Regions from separate parts of the Sus scrofa genome. Here all the other regions are linked to region 1. Evidence: chromatin contacts called from public HiChIP or PLAC-seq data. All regions are on one chromosome and are shown on one strand. Each heading gives the region's core, a stretch centred on a gene start, on an enhancer-like site or on the middle of the called end of the contact. The rest is flanking DNA. Distances are from core to core; before and after follow the strand shown.

The links. HiChIP or PLAC-seq counts read pairs in DNA pulled down with a chosen protein or histone mark.
Region 2: an H3K27ac HiChIP or PLAC-seq map of skeletal muscle shows a contact between it and region 1. The contact joins two enhancer-like sites. A contact is called at or near these places in 4 of 47 Hi-C or Micro-C datasets (embryonic fibroblasts, liver, skeletal muscle and 1 more) and 1 of 2 datasets of contacts at active chromatin or transcription factors (skeletal muscle).
Region 3: an H3K27ac HiChIP or PLAC-seq map of skeletal muscle shows a contact between it and region 1. The contact joins two enhancer-like sites. A contact is called at or near these places in 17 of 47 Hi-C or Micro-C datasets (alveolar macrophages, brain, embryonic fibroblasts and 9 more) and 2 of 2 datasets of contacts at active chromatin or transcription factors (alveolar macrophages and skeletal muscle).

The regions. Positions count from the first base shown.
Region 1 is chr2:117,844,059-117,849,151 of Sscrofa11.1, forward strand. The region is part of intron 5 of NREP (neuronal regeneration-related protein); the gene reads left to right. Among named protein-coding and RNA genes, the nearest start is that of YTHDC2, 160 kb to the right of the region's middle. Within about 2 kb of position 2,528, at least 24 of the 83 cell types and tissues checked have an H3K27ac peak or open chromatin away from gene starts, as enhancers often do. A contact at or near this core is called in alveolar macrophages, embryonic fibroblasts and skeletal muscle, where this site is marked.
Region 2 is chr2:117,630,504-117,635,596 of Sscrofa11.1, forward strand. The region is part of intron 2 of NREP (neuronal regeneration-related protein); the gene reads left to right. Among named protein-coding and RNA genes, the nearest start is that of NREP, 130 kb to the left of the region's middle. Within about 2 kb of position 2,203, at least 10 of the 83 cell types and tissues checked have an H3K27ac peak or open chromatin away from gene starts, as enhancers often do. A contact at or near this core is called in embryonic fibroblasts and skeletal muscle, where this site is marked.
Region 3 is chr2:117,989,244-117,994,336 of Sscrofa11.1, forward strand. No RefSeq gene overlaps it. Among named protein-coding and RNA genes, the nearest start is that of YTHDC2, 12 kb to the right of the region's middle. Within about 2 kb of position 2,263, at least 11 of the 83 cell types and tissues checked have an H3K27ac peak or open chromatin away from gene starts, as enhancers often do. A contact at or near this core is called in alveolar macrophages and skeletal muscle, where this site is marked.

The DNA.
Region 1 (5,093 bases), core at 1,278-3,777:
TTGGTTATTCAAAATGATGCTGGTATGAGGAAGCAGTGGGAAGGGATTTGCCTAAATTATCTGAATAATTCCCTTGTTATAAAGGAAAAGACGAGGGATAAGGATATCTTACCAGCAAATCCAATTTGAATATACCAGGGGAAAATTTATTGAATGTACTGGCCTTGGACTATGTTATCTCAGTTGCTCAAGATACATTTAAAAATTTCTGATTTTAAACTGCTGCTTTGCTTTGAATTGGAAAACAAGTTAACCATAAATCTCAGCCCACATCTGTAGAAATTATGGTTACTAAAAATACAATTTATTGGGTCTAAATTTATCTGAAATGGATGCTTCTGGACATATTTTGCACCTAGAGACAGTTTCAAGATCTCTCATCTCAGTGGTTTAAAAAATAACAGTGATCCTGAAATTGATCTGTTAGTGCATGACAAGTATTAGCAGCTCTAATAGTTTGGGATTTAAGCATTAGCATGGTTTTCAACTAAATTCTAAATTATCAATTCAGTTATTAGTAGCAATGGCATGGTATTAACCCAGTATAACACTGGATTATACTCTCCTGCATTATTTGTTAGTTGGATCACATGCATTTCTTTCATTGACCAGCTAGATTATAGGCCCCTAGAGGGCTTATAAGCTTCGTATACAGTGCGTAATAAAGTATTAAATATATGTTAGAAGTTCAATAAATATTTGGTCTGTACATGCTAATCTTTATTAGGTTGGACTTTTAAAAATTTCATCCTGAGTGACTTAATCTTTAGTCATTAGTTTTGGTCAACTGGAAGTAATTTGTATCCTTATATTCTTCTAAAGAGCTAGGGAGTTGAAGTGAGTGTAACTTTAGTTTCCGCAGCAAATTATTTTCTGTTATTTATTAACAGAGAAAAAAAAATTGTGATTAAGCTATGAGACCACTTTCCCAAAAAAAGTGCGGCTTGCAATTGCTCACCTTTACCAGCCTTTAGAGCCACACTCTGAACAACCTGGTGCAGTGCTAGCTCTCTAGGTTTGATCCGGCTGTGGAGCTCAAAACTCAAAGCAACTTTTCTTGCAGCCCTAAAAATCCCCTCTGGTATCCAGGAGCTTTGCTCCCAGAACTGGAACTTCAAAGCCTTCCCTTATATCCAGTATAATCAAATTCTGTGATATTACGAAAACGATTCCAAGAAAACAAAGATGCCATGTCTGAAAGTACTGAAGAAAATGACAAAGAGTTAACAGTAGGGTTATGCATTATTCTCATATGAACTGAACAAGTTTTTGGGTGTTTTTTTTTTTTTGCAGGGGGAGGGGGGAGCATTTTCTTTATGCCCAGGTCTTTGAATTCTGGAAGGGGCACAATTGGCCAGTACCCTCAGTGGGTTTGTATTCTAGCTGTGGCAGGAAGACTAACATGCACGATGAGCTTAAACAGTGTCTTGCAATATAATCTAGCGCTGAATTGTAAGATGCAGAAGAGTGGTATTACTGGGGACTTTTTTTTAATAAGGTAGATGTTAAGCTAGACCCAGAGATGACATGCCGCCCCTGGCTCCTGCTTCCAACAGTGTCAGGCAGACATGGCTAATCAGTGTCTTGACAATCATTGTTAGTATTCAGCCTGATTATGGTTTCAAAATCTTTACCATATTGTTCCGTTAACTACTGATTGGAATCAGCACAACATTTGAAACCTAGAAGTGGACTCTTTGCTCCCTGAGAGCAGGTACTATGCCTTCTTAAGAATTTTAGGGCTTAGCACCAGTCCTTAATGTATTGAGTGAATGAGAAATTGGGAATATTTGAGTAGATATAGATGTGAGAAAAGCATATTTTGGATAAAAAGGCATGCATTAGGAAGATATGCTTACAGGAGAGCACATAATGCATTTTTTACTGCAGCAGGGGATGTCCTGCCTGTTGAGGGCCTCTGTGCTCGCAAAGGCAGTCCTTAGAAGTCAAGGACTAGACGTGTCAAGCCAGAAGGCGGGCATCTTCAACATGGCCCAAGGCCCTCACTCAAGTTCTAGCCTGTTTTGGATTCTTTGCTTTTTTTTTTTTTTTTTTTTTTACATATTTAAAGGTTTTATTGAAGTATAATTGATTTATAATAGTATGCTAATTTCTGTTATATGATAAAGTGATTCAGCTATACATACACACATGCATTCTTTTTCAGATTCTTCCCCCATATATGTTATCATAGAGTATTGATTAGAGTTCCTTGTGCTGTGCCTCGGGTCCCTATTGACCATAATCTTGCGCTCAACAGAAAAGAGCACACACACTCCCTCACATACACCTTCTGATGGATTATGAGCCTAATTTATTGCTGCCTCTTACTCTCCTTGGCCCAGAGAGAAGGAAGACCCTTAACTGGGAAGCACTGGGAAGGGAGCTCGCTTAGCCTCTTTTCTTCAGAGAAAGCGGCAGGTTCACCAGTGTCCACTTGGCCAGAGAAAGTGTTGCTGCTGTGCCAGCCATGTGAAAAGAGGCCCCATGCTTCTCTCCTGCTAGTCTGAGTGTAGCCATGTACTTATCAGTGGCAACCACACACACCCAGCTGGTTCGCTCTCTCTGTCCTTCTTCCTGATCCGCCAGACGTACATACTCACAATTCAAGCCAACACTTACATCATCATCATAAAATTGTTTACAATTTGAGGCCTACTGGCTGTTACTAATTTAGTCAGTAGTCCGGTGACCATCTTAAGTGAATATTATCACATGATCCACACAAGTCGGGGTAAGCCAAGACCAAGAAGGATTGTTCTGGAATCTCTTTTGCATACAGTACAGACTCCTACCTTAGGAGGCATCACATGCAAGGTTTTTAACATGAAATGATTTCACCAGCTCTTTTGGCCCCTTCAAGTGAGGTTGGACTCATCCCTAAGTCTCTCACTGAGGGATGTAGGTAAGCCCTGTGCCTTGAATTCCTTATGCTTCCCCCACCTTATACTTTCAAATATTTTTTTTTTTCAACTTCTATGTTGAGCCCTTCCTAAATTTCTATGGCTGGGCAGCTCTGCCAGGAACTATGTGAACTCATCTTTAATTTCTAGCTGCTATAGAATATATTTTCTTGGAGGGACCAGGCCACTTGTTATTCTAAGCATGCCCCAGGAGTCCCTCCCTCTGTGCCTTTCCATGCTCAGTCCTGGAAAGAATGCTCCTCCTGGTAAAATAAAATTCTTCTTCCAGAGTGAATTTAACTGACTGCTCCATGAGACTCACCCCAGTACATCCAGCAGGAATAATCTGTTCCTTTGTACACTCATCACACAACATTCTACTTGTAGCTGGCTAATTTCTGCATGCCTTTCTTCCCTCCAAGATTGTAAACTTGAAACACAAACACTGACCGCTGGTGAGTAAGCCTCAGCCCTCTATGGTAGCAGTTGAGGCTGTGATGCCTCGTTTCTTCCTTTTCCTCTACCAGCAGGATGGTGGGGTCAGATGTGGAAAAGTTTCATCACCAAGTGGGAACGCTAGAAGAACTAGTAAAGTTGATTGTAATCTCTTCCTACAAAGTAGAAGGAAACCCTAACTTTCATGGACCTTAGAGTAGATTGCACCCCTGTGAACCCTTGGTCCAGTACCTGTGCAGGAACTGGTACGGCCTTGGTAATCAGTGAATGTCTGTGGAGTAAATGAATGAGTCAGAGCTCAGGGATGCATGGAGAGCTGTTATTTTGGGGGCAGAACCCAGTGGCCCACCTTGAGATTTACAACCAGTAATAGTGCAGCGGTTTTCAGTGTTACGATCATTCCGATTATAAAACGTGTGGCCCAGGAAATGAGATCACTGCACACAGGTGATGAATTTGCTGCTGAAAACCCCTCTCACTGAATAAAGAAGGCTCGGCATCAGGGAGGTAGAAGGGGAGAGTTAAGTGAAATCTGAGCCCAGTGTAAAAACTGCTCTTCCTTTCTGCACTCCCTTCTTTCACACTTCTTTACATGGAAGAGGCCCTGAGAGTCCAGAGCTTGCTTTGGTGTGGTGTGGTCTGCTGGAAGAGGATGCTCACTTTGCGGTGCCGTTGTGTTCCAGGTTGTCAGTGGTGGTTTACCAGCGGTCCCACAGGTTGCCCCTCAGCAGTCAGACTGAGGCGGTCGTGATCGTAGGGCGTGATCTGCTCCAGTTTCACAAGGTGGTGAAATCTTCATGAGTTAAAATTATTGCATCTGATTACCTTAGCATAGTTTCCCATCTAAGAGTTGTGCCTGCAAAGTGTTAGGATTATCTAGCTGGCGGTATTTTTAAACCTCGATTTTACACTTTGCTTGTTCACTCTTCATCCTCACTCTTGTAGACTAAGATAGAAACATAACTCGTGTTCAGAAGGAAGAAGGGGAAGATATTTAAGAGAATGTGGCCAGTGAAAGGAAGGTCTGTTTGCTCCTTTTAACTTAACTTTGGGAACTGGAGCCGTTGTTGGAAAGAAAGGGAGAATAGCTGAACAGCCATTGCCAGTGAAAACAGGAGCCAAAGACTCATCCCAATAAGTAATTAAGACAAGAGAGAGATTCATCATGGGCACAGAGGTTTTGGTGTGGTTGCCCAGTTCTAGCTCTTCTTCCTTCTCCACTGCAGCCCTTACTCAGATCACCATCAAACACCGCTGTCCTTTGATTACTGGGGCAGGTAACAGCCTTCCTGTCTAAACTGTGTTTGATACAATTCCAGCAGGGAAAAGTACTGCAGTCCGGTGGCTGAACCGGGAGAAGTCTACAAAAGTTGCAGTGTTTAAAATGGGTCCAGGCATTTTGAGGTCACTTTTCTTGGATAAAGGCAGTGTTGGATATAGAACCTGTTCTTGGACAGGAAAGAGTAGAAATGAGAAGATAGTGCATGTTTGGCAGCCAACACTGAGAACTGTCAAGGAAAACCTAGAGGCTATAGTTAGATGAATAAAACTTATTGACCAAGATACTTATAAACATGACCCAAGTAAGGGATTGTTATTAAGTACTTTTCCAAAAAGTACTGTTTCATGCCCTTCATTAAGTCATCCTAATGCAGGTTACCAAAAGGCTTATTGAGACCTTGATGGGAAAGCCTGTTCTTGTGCACGTTTGCCCGGCCGTTGCTAAACCTCCAT
Region 2 (5,093 bases), core at 953-3,452, 210 kb before region 1:
AAAAAAGAGTAGGCAAAAGTATTGATTTGGTATCCCATATAATAATAGTACCTTAAATACTTTATCATATTTTCCAGTAAAGGAGCTTCATATGTAATTAACTCTGATCTCATCCTAAATAATCCTAGATATTATCTGTTCACTTTGCAGTTAGTAATATTTCTCTAATTCGGTGATGAATCTATACCTTGGTATTATTATTATTGGTAGGATGAATTAGTAAGGGCCAAATGTAAGAACCAATGTGTCTTCAAGCTACCACTGACCGGTTCTTTTCTGGTCAAGAATATCTAGAATTGTTTCCTTCATCTAGTGTGGGCTCTTGCTTGTCATTTAATTCAGTTGTGTGGGCTCTGGAGAACTTACTTATTTAGAATCCAGCCCCTGCCCATTCATTGCTGCTTTCTTTTTTTAAAATCGAGCAAAAATAGATAGCATTTACTGTGGGCTGAATTGTGTCCCTTCAAAAATTCATATGTTTAAGTCCTAACTGCCACTACTTCAGAATGAGACCATATTAAAAAATAGAGCCTTGTAGAGGTAGTGACATTTAACTAAGGCTGTTAGAGTGGGCCCTGATCCAGTATGACTGGTACCCTTACAAGAAAAAGAAATTTGGACACAGTTACAGAGGCAAGGCAGCTCTAGACAGCAAATATGGCATAGATGCTTTAGTCCCCAGACTTTTCTTTTTGGCCATGCCTGTGGGATGTGAAAGTTCCTGGGCCAGGGATAGAACCTGTGCCATGGCAGTAACAGTGCCAGATCCTTAACCTGCTGAGCCACAGGAGAACTCCTCCCTCGACTTTTTTGCCTAAAACTCCTCACACATTTTTACATTTATTTGTCCAATATATTTTCATACACACATAAAAGATCATAATATATTTTTTTTCCAAACTCAACACAATATGATGCGGTGTTCACTGGAAAATATTTTACACTTAAGCACTTAAGCCATTAGTTTTGAGTTTATACCACAAATGGATGATGTGTGTGTGTGTGTGTGTGTGTACACATATATACTTACGATTAATGTTGTGGTGAACACATAGAATTGGTATGTGACTTTTGAGTGATTCTTGATTCTTCACTATGGGCAGATGGGAGATAGCAAGTGCCTGAGTGATTTTTACAATATAAAATATGTGATTTCAAAATTCAGTCTCCAAGGGAAGCATGCATACAGATTAATGAGGGGTTGTAACCCTCTGCCAGTGGTTCTGTGCTTTGGCAGGAAACAGTTTCCTTGTGTAACCGGTAACTGTAGATGGTCTATAACTATCCAAGAGATTGAGAATTATTAATGAAAATTTTCATATACCTTTGAGGCATCATTCTTATTATAAACTTACAGGATATAGTAGGCCATGATGATGGGTTCACTTTAGGTTTCTCTGAGACTATGTATTTTTTAAATGATGAATGCGATTATATGTTGTCAAACGGTATGTTTATAACTACTGATACGCCTCTTTACCAGAGAAGATACCTTGTCACATAGAACTTCTTTTGTTGAAAAAGAAAATAAGAATGGTCTGATGGAAAAGATAATTCTTCTACTTATGCTTTCGTGAAGAAACACAAGTCATTAGCCTATGACTTTTGTTGGTTTTTCAGTTTACTGGCTTCTTATGTATATTAGAAAAGATGTGGTTTAATGTTTGTGTTTGTGCCTGGCATTGAATGTATCAGTAGTTTAATGTGGGAGAAATCTACGAGAAGTTACTATAAGAGGTGAAAACATATCTAAATTTCCTCCTATCCCTTAATCTCTTATGTGGCTTAGTGTATGTGTAGGGGTGTGTGTGTGTGTGTGTGTGTGTGTGTGTGTGTGTGTAAGCAGTGTTGGTAAAGGAGGAAGGATGTCATCAGCAGGCAGAAAATTTTGAGAATTTTTGCACATTAGAAAGAATGCAATCCTAGAACCTCCAGCTTGAGAGGGACCTAATGCAGAGGAGAGGAAAGTAAAGGAATAACCCTTGGAACAATTAAACAGGAACTAAATCTGGGCAAGAAAATGGTTCAGTCCTTTCACTTCCCGCACTATGCTAGATGACAGGCACAAGTGAAATTCAATGGCAGGATAAACCTGAAAAGTATTATCAAGATAAAGCCTTTAGGGATCTGAGTAAGAAGAACAGATCATGTGGTAACTTGAGATGCATACAGGCACAGAGGGAAAAAAGGGAACAGACTGCTCTGCCAGGAGTTTCAAGCTCTGAAGTGCTCCTCTGCCAAAGTACACATCTTCCTAAGTTGGCAAGGGGTAGAACAGATGGGTACCCAGCCTGTCTGCCCGCCCATGCCCAGGGAGCCTTAAGAGATATTGTCTACTTGACCCACCCTATCCATTTATGTAAAAACTTAAAAGCAACCTTTTCAATCAAAGTTGAAGCCCAGTAGAACATTAGAACTATATCACTGTAGAAGTACCCCATGGCAGCTATTGATATATAACCACCTGAAAAACAGTAGAAGGAACAAGGTGAACTAATAGAACCCCTGGTCTAAGGTTATAAAAGAAATAATTCAAGAAATGGATGAAAACCTAATAAGAAACACTTACAAATATCTTTAGAGAAAGTCAAGGAGCTATTATCCATTAAAAGAAAAGCAAAGAAGGAGGGAGGGGGATGCAGAGGGAGGAAAAGCCTCATATGGCGATGAGTAATTAGAGAGTACAAACTAGTCCTGTAAATTAAAAATCTCATTGGTAAAGTAGAAAAAAATCAAATGCAAGAAAACAATAAATATTGCTGAAGGCTGAGTTAATGTTCTGGACAATAAAATACCCTAAAATCTGGAGAAAAAAGAGAAGGGGATAGAAAAAAATGAATTAAGAATTAGAACACAGGAACTTTAAACCATGATGTTAAACACCCATATAATAGTTCTAGGAAAAGAGACCACAGAAAATGGAAGAGATGAAGAGAAGCTAGAGGAATTTGCCTTGAGCCAAAGGTGTCAAGGCTTCAAATTAATTGAGTGCCCTTAAATACCTACATCCTAATAAAATTTCTGGGATTCAAAGTTTAAAGCTTCCAGAGATAAAAATCAATCAATCAATCAAACAGATGGCTGAGAAAGGACTAAGAGTCACATTGTAATCAAACTGCTAGTTAGCAGCACTGGATGCTAGAGAAGTAGTTTAAGGAGGCTTTTTCTGTCTATGAGCAGATGGAGAGCTCCTCTCCCCCTTTTATGCCCACTTAGAATAATTTTAGTTTAGCCCTCTGTTTCCCAAAACTTACTGATCATCCAATCACCTGGGAAGCTTTTGAAAGATTCAGATCCCTAAGGCTTCCAAGAAATGTGGGTGAGGCAGATCCAAGGAGTGATCTGTGAATTTGTACTCTAAAAAGCTTCTCATTTGGGAAATAATTGGCTTAGCCCTTAGACACTGATGACTCAACTCCATTAGCTGTTTGGTCCATGTAGGCCTCTGCTCCATGGACACGAACTCCAGTCTAGGGCTTATTCTTCCTTGTTCTAGACCACAATGCTGACTCAGTGTGCTCTGACTGAGGCCATATGTGTCTCATGTGGCCAGAACCCAGGCCAAAAGAATAATATTCATGCCCTCTGCTTTATTTTAGACTAAACATGTCCTAAATGACAAAATAACAAAAGAGGTGAAGTATTTTTGTAACAGCAACTCTATTAGAAACTGTTAGCATTCCCTTTCTGACCCACCAATCATTGTTTGAAAGCTTAAGTTTCACAAATAGGGTGAAGAACTTGGCAGAGTTTTCCAGTTAAATGTCAGCTCTTCAATTTTTGTGGATTTAATTAGGTCTAACTTAATTAAAAGATTTGTCAAGTAACACTACAGAATTATCTTATTCATAGAAAAGCCCCTAGAGTTGCCTTTTTAATTCTATCAAATTCATCATTAAAGAGAATGTCTTACACTGGCCACGTCATCAGAAGTCACATTAAGTAAAGAAGCATTCTAGAATGTGATACATGACATGAGCACTGAGAGGTAGGGTCAGCTACATGCAGGAAATCAACAATCCATACTATTGTCAGATCAAAACAGTTTTAGCAGACCTTATTCATGCTGTGGATGATTCAATCCACTACTCTACTTGCATATTTAAAGTTAGAGTGTGCAGATTCTGTGCAGAAAGCCACTAAGAGGAGGTATACCATTCCTATAATTTGATTACGGCAGTAGTAGTAGGTGGTATGAAACTAAGTAATTTTTTTTTTTTTTTTTTAACCTCAACCAGTTGTTGTGAGGATTAGGAAAGAAAATGTGAGTGGGTGAAAGTGCACTGTAAGTTCCAAACACAAATCAGGCAGGAACTCTTTCTGTTAGCATTATTTTTATTGTTATTGAAACATTGGCGGACTTTCAAAGGCTCTCTTCTTTCTCTGCTGTTTTAATTTATTTTCTTATTACTCTCTAATACCTGATGCAGATCCATCAAAAACTTTCATTGCATTTCCCTGCTGTGTGACTTTTCTCCAGTGTGCTTCTTTTTTCTCTTCCTCCAGTCTCCTTTGAAAACTCCTTTTTCTGACTCTCTTCAGTATTAAAGGAGAAAGAAAAAAGTGCAAAAGTTAAAGCATTTACATAAATCAATTGTATCAGTAACTGTTATCTGTTATGGCTGAACTGAGCCTTTCATTAGTTTATGTGGGTCCTGCCTAACTGGCAGTACTTCCCCTTGAAGGTACAGATAGCCATTCAATTTCTTTGATATACCTAATGGTTAAATATTTTTCATTTTAATTTCTAATCAGAAAAGAGGACTAAAATAAAATTTGGCTCCAAAGAAATCTCTGTGTTCAGTTAAGCATGTGTTGGAATTTCTAGAAGATTATACTCCTCTCAAGTCCAATAAGTTCAAGGAAAATTTTGATTACAGTGCCTGGTACTTGTGGTGAATGTGATTAAAAACTGATTAAAGGTCTGTCAAAAGATGCAGTTGAGATATTGGCTGTAATTTTAGGACTTAATAAAAATCATGACCTCAGTGTTTCTGAATTTCTTTTGAAAACTAAAGAATGTTTGCTTTACCTCAGGAAAGAAAAACAAATAAAAGTCTAGTTTCTATGAGAACCTCAAAGACCATCCCAGT
Region 3 (5,093 bases), core at 1,013-3,512, 140 kb after region 1:
TGGCAGCTTGTGATCTAGCGGCAGGACCCCGGGATTTGGGGTTGGCATGGCAACTGCCAGCAGATAGTTCACGCAGAACAGGAAAAACGGAAAGAATGAGAATGAGCTGCTTAAATGCAAGTGTTAATGAAGAAAGTGGAACACAATTGGAGATCAGACGGAATGTTTGGTGCCCTCAGCGGCAAAAACAAAACACAGGCGCACGCACAAAACAGAAAACCTGAAAGCAAAATGAATGCCTTCCATTCTGCTACGGGCAATAGAAGGAAAGGCAGCCCTTGTAAAGAATTTTGGATTTAGCCTGATGGCTTTATAGAGGACCTATGATTCTGTTGAAATCTGTGTGTTTCACATGTGAATGACAGAAGTGTCATGTGTGTATGTTTCTCCCCGCCAAGACTGCAAGAAGAGGTCTGACAGGGAACAGCTTTTAGCAATCTACTGTATCAAAGGAGTACAGATGGCAGTTTTTGCTTTTAGCTTAAATGAATGTCAAAGAAAAAAAAATGGGCTCCCTCACAAGCACTTATTCAACCTGTAGAAAGAGCTTGAAATGGGCTTGTACCCAGGTGCATATCAAGCACGGTGAAACCTGAAGGCAAGTTTAAATGTGTGTGTACAAGTGTGCATTCCTGCATTTTGCATGTGCCCTGCACATTTGCCCTTCTTTGCCTGAAGCTGGATGCTTCATAGTAAGTCAGCCTCTGCCACTGTGAGCTTGAGGCCACAAAGAACAAGACTCTTTCCTGCTTTGCCACTGCAAAGAGGAAATGCCGTTGGAAATGATTTCCTGTGGCAGGGATGGACAAAAAGCAGGCTGAGTTCACTGTCTCCATTAGCCTTATGGGCTGAAGTGGCTGAGGGGAATGACACGGAATAAAATGATGTGGAGGGAGCTGAGACAGGCAGGGATGGGAATGGCTCTGGGAAAACACAAGTCATGTATCTGTGTCCATCACAGACACCGAAGCCAGCTATGCAGAAAATTAGGTACGCGTATCTCTGGGGGTGCTGAGGATAAAAGAAAAACAGGCAGAAGGACCATGAATTCAGCGAGCCTGGGGATATAGCGAGGATACTAGGAAAACTCGGAGAAGCTCAAGAATGATCCTTAGGCAGAAGAATAGGAAGGTGGTAAAGAAGGAATTCAGTTTCTCAAGGATACATGTTTCCATACACTGCCCTTAGCCTCACCTGAAACTTCCACTTTGGGAAAAAGTTGTGTCATGGGACAAGTGCATTTTAAAAAATGATTTAGGCATAACTTCCTCTTCGTATTCACTTCCTTCCTTCTCTTTGAGACAATAGTCCCTTTAAGAAAGACCAGGGGAGAAAAGCTGGTGGAAGTACGTGCTACTTGAAACAATTGCTATTGTCCTGGACCTGTTCAGTCTAGCAGGGGCTGACAGGTGTTCTGCTGCTGAAAGGGTGGACCTAAATATGGCTTCATAGAAATAACATCTGGGGAATCAAGGTTTTATGGGGACAGCCTGAAATTTATATAATTTGAGAAGCCCCCTTTAAGGAAAAGAAAAACAGAATTACAGTACAAAATTGCTAGGGCCTTCCTAGAGCCTCGGAAAGTGCCAGGGCAAATGAGGAGTCATGTCAGATAATATTCCTTACCTGCCATGTATTACAGAGTCAGCATCTGTGGGGGCAGGGGATTGCCTTTCCAAAAAGGGATCCTTAAGAAAAAAAACAAAAAAGAGTCCATTTATTCTTTTTCATTTAAGCAATCAGCCAAGACATAGCCTGGCCTTAAAACACCCACATTGCTATCTGCTCATTAGACTAACTTTTGCATCCTGTACTGCTAATAGCACTTCCTGAGGAAATGGGTGGAAGTTCCAAGATAATATCACTAAGAAACTGAGTGACTTTAAGGCGACGGGCATATTTCTAGAGATGCCTGCATGACTGTAGTATGTCACCCTGAAGAGGACACAATCTCTTGGTCTTGTAGCAGAGCTGATGGTGATGCATGTGGTGTAAAACTGAAAGAAGCCAAAAGGTTCACCTTGAATCCTTCTAGATGCCAAAGGCAGGCAGCTCATTGCTCATAGGATAAGTATGAATTTAGTGGGAGCTATTACAAATAGTGTGAAGCTTCTGAAGAGTGATACAGCATGAGGATATAGGTACTGACATGGCAATAGGAACCGTTTGTTTTGGAATCACAGAACAACTGTGATTCAGCTCCACGGGATTTAAGCAGACCAGTGAATTTCTGTCCTCATCAGGGATGTCTTCCTGCTGCACCCCTCTCAGGGCCTTCCTTTATTGGAGGTTGGCTGTGTCAGGCAAAAAGGACGTGAATGGATGAGCAAGGACTTTCTTCTGCAAGGGCACCCTCTTGTGGAAATCTCATTAATTATCCTGCAAGGGAAGGGGCCATATACCCAACCAACCTGTTACCTTACACTGGGCAAAATTGAGAAGATTCCCAATGCCTCATCCAGAAATATGCTCTCCTCTCTCTTCTCGCTGTGGTTGGATTTTGGTATATTTCTCAATTCTAGTAGGTCCTTCTAAACCCAGTCAGTCCCCTGTTAGGTAAAGTGAGTGTCCTGAGCCCAAACTGTTTGTACCCTCCTTGTTCCTTCTCCTGAATCCTTAATGCATAAAATCCTGAGTCCACCTGTCCTACCTTGCTTCTTCCCTTGCCTTCACCCTTCATTCCCTCAAAGTCTCTCACCTCACTTTTACTGGCAGGCTCTCCCCCAGGCTATTTTCTTCATCTGAAACGTGCTTCCTTTTAACCTTCTCCAAATCTTAGGGATCCTTGAAGTCTCAGTCTAAAAATCGGGGGAGACCTGTTCGCCTCCTCTAAGCCTGTAGTTGGGGCATATCCTACAAGTGTCCACAGGGCTCTCTGCTTTCTAAACATAGCTGTTACTGGGCTGTTTTCATTGCCTTTTTTTTTTTTTTTTTTTTTCAGTATCTCCCACTAGATCAGGCTCCTCAAAAGCAGAAATTGTTTCTTTCTGTCTGTTTTGTTCCTGATTGTGATGCCAATGCCCAGCCTGTGGTCTGTCACTTAGTAGGTATTACATGGATGTTGGGTGATGAGTAAACGAGAAAGAGGCACATAACCGAATACCATTCGCTAACATCGCACACACTCCTTAATCACTAATGTCCACACATTCACTCCAACTCCCAGGTGGTATTTGATCACCACCAACTTAGTAAACAACTACCCAGCACCTACTATGTGTCAAACACAGAAGTTGACTCAATGTAAAAGGAATTGACATAGAAATTAAAGAGAACAGTGTCTACAGCATGGGAAAAGAAAAGGGTGTCACACAGGAGGGGAGTGATCCGATGAAACATCACCCGCTGAGAAGGCAAAATCCTCAAAGGCTTTACCACTTAGGTGGTCATTGTTAGAAACATTATCACAAGCAATTTCTCTTAAGTGGTGAAAATGACTGGCTTGCTGCTTCTAATCACTTTTCAAGGCTTCCATGAAGAATAAAGAAGGAGTAGGCACTTTTGTGTTGATTACAAGAAAGGTTCCTAAGCAGGTTTTAGTTTGTATTAATTTTTGGCCTTCATGTGACTCCAGGAAAAGCCTCTGATTTGGCCGGCTTTCCAGTCAGGACCACCGTGCAACTTCGCCAAACCTCCCTGCGTCCTTTGAACACGTCCCATTTAGCCTCCTTGGCTTCTCATCGGTCTCAAGGAACAATCTAAGATTGTGAGAGTAGGGTAATTGCTGTGAATGACTAAAGAAGGCCTCCCAGCGCTAAAGTGTTACCATGAGCTCTAAAACCTGCAAATCATATGGTAATTATTCCTGAAGCGCCTTGGCAGCCCTTAAGTATAATTATCATGTAATCTGCAAGGCATGTAATGTTTTCAAAACAAGCATGAATGGAAAAGAAAACTAATGAACCTTTCCCTTTTTTATTAACACAGTCCTACCCGGAGGTCAGAGGGACCGAGGTGTTGGTAGCCCCAGGTGATGTCCGAGAGCGCCTCCTTCTGGTGGGAGGTCTGTCACTTAGCAAGCTACTGCCACAGCCTTGTCTGCCTGTTGGCTCTGAACAGTGATTTGGTGCCTCGGTGCTTTGTTTCCTCTCCGAGACACTGCAGGTGACTCCGGCCATCCCTATATGAATATTCACGTGAGTCCTAAGGATTTTAAGATGAACTCAGAAGGCATTACCTTTGTCAGGCATAGCGGATGGAGGCTTTTCAGTTTGCTTAGATTGCCATGTAGAAAGTAGGGAAGTGGGATAAATAAAAGCCTGTTGGTTCTGCTCCTCATCCAAGATGGGGATTTCCTCCTGAAGAACAGCACGATCTTTACCTGTCTCCTTTGGAGGCATCAGTACCTTGTGTGAAATGGGGCCTCTATGTTGAAGAAACAAAGCACAACACAATTTTAAGCCTCAGGGCAGGAGACCAAGAAAAGCGACCTGTGTGGCTACTTGGGGAGACATTAAGGGAACAGTAATTTTAAAAACTGCAGCCCATCTCCAGCAGAGAAGAGCTTATTCAGCTGCAGCAGTGACCAGGGGCCTATATGGCAGGATGACTGCAAACATTGGATGGTGATGGCCCACAGTCTAGATGCTGTGCCTTAGTTCTCTTGGTATTCCAGGATACAGGTTCTGACACACAGAGGGACCTCATTAGTGACTCAAAAAAAAAAAAAAAGTCAAATTAACTGCATGACCATTTAAGGAAGTTAAATTTTATATGGGGTTATTTTTTAGAGAAAATCACCAGAAGTTGAATAAATGAGACAGTCATAAGGTGAAAGAGCCATGAGAAGCTTCACAAACTATTCGGCTTCCAATATGTGGAAACTAAGATGAGATGAGACTTGCCCAAGGTCATTGGCAAGCTCAGAATAAGAAGTTACGCCCACCCACTTCAGTGCTCTCGCCATAAATGCCAAGTCTCTTCAAATGAAAGATGTACTGTGCCATTATGCAACAGTGTTCTTCTCATGAATCCAGTGCAGACAGGGCATACTGGGGATAGGATTCAGAGGGGGATTGTAACAATGCACTTTGGAAAGTCAGCCTTATTCTGCAGAAAATCATTTTAATCAGTTTGTGACCATGTGTTCCCCT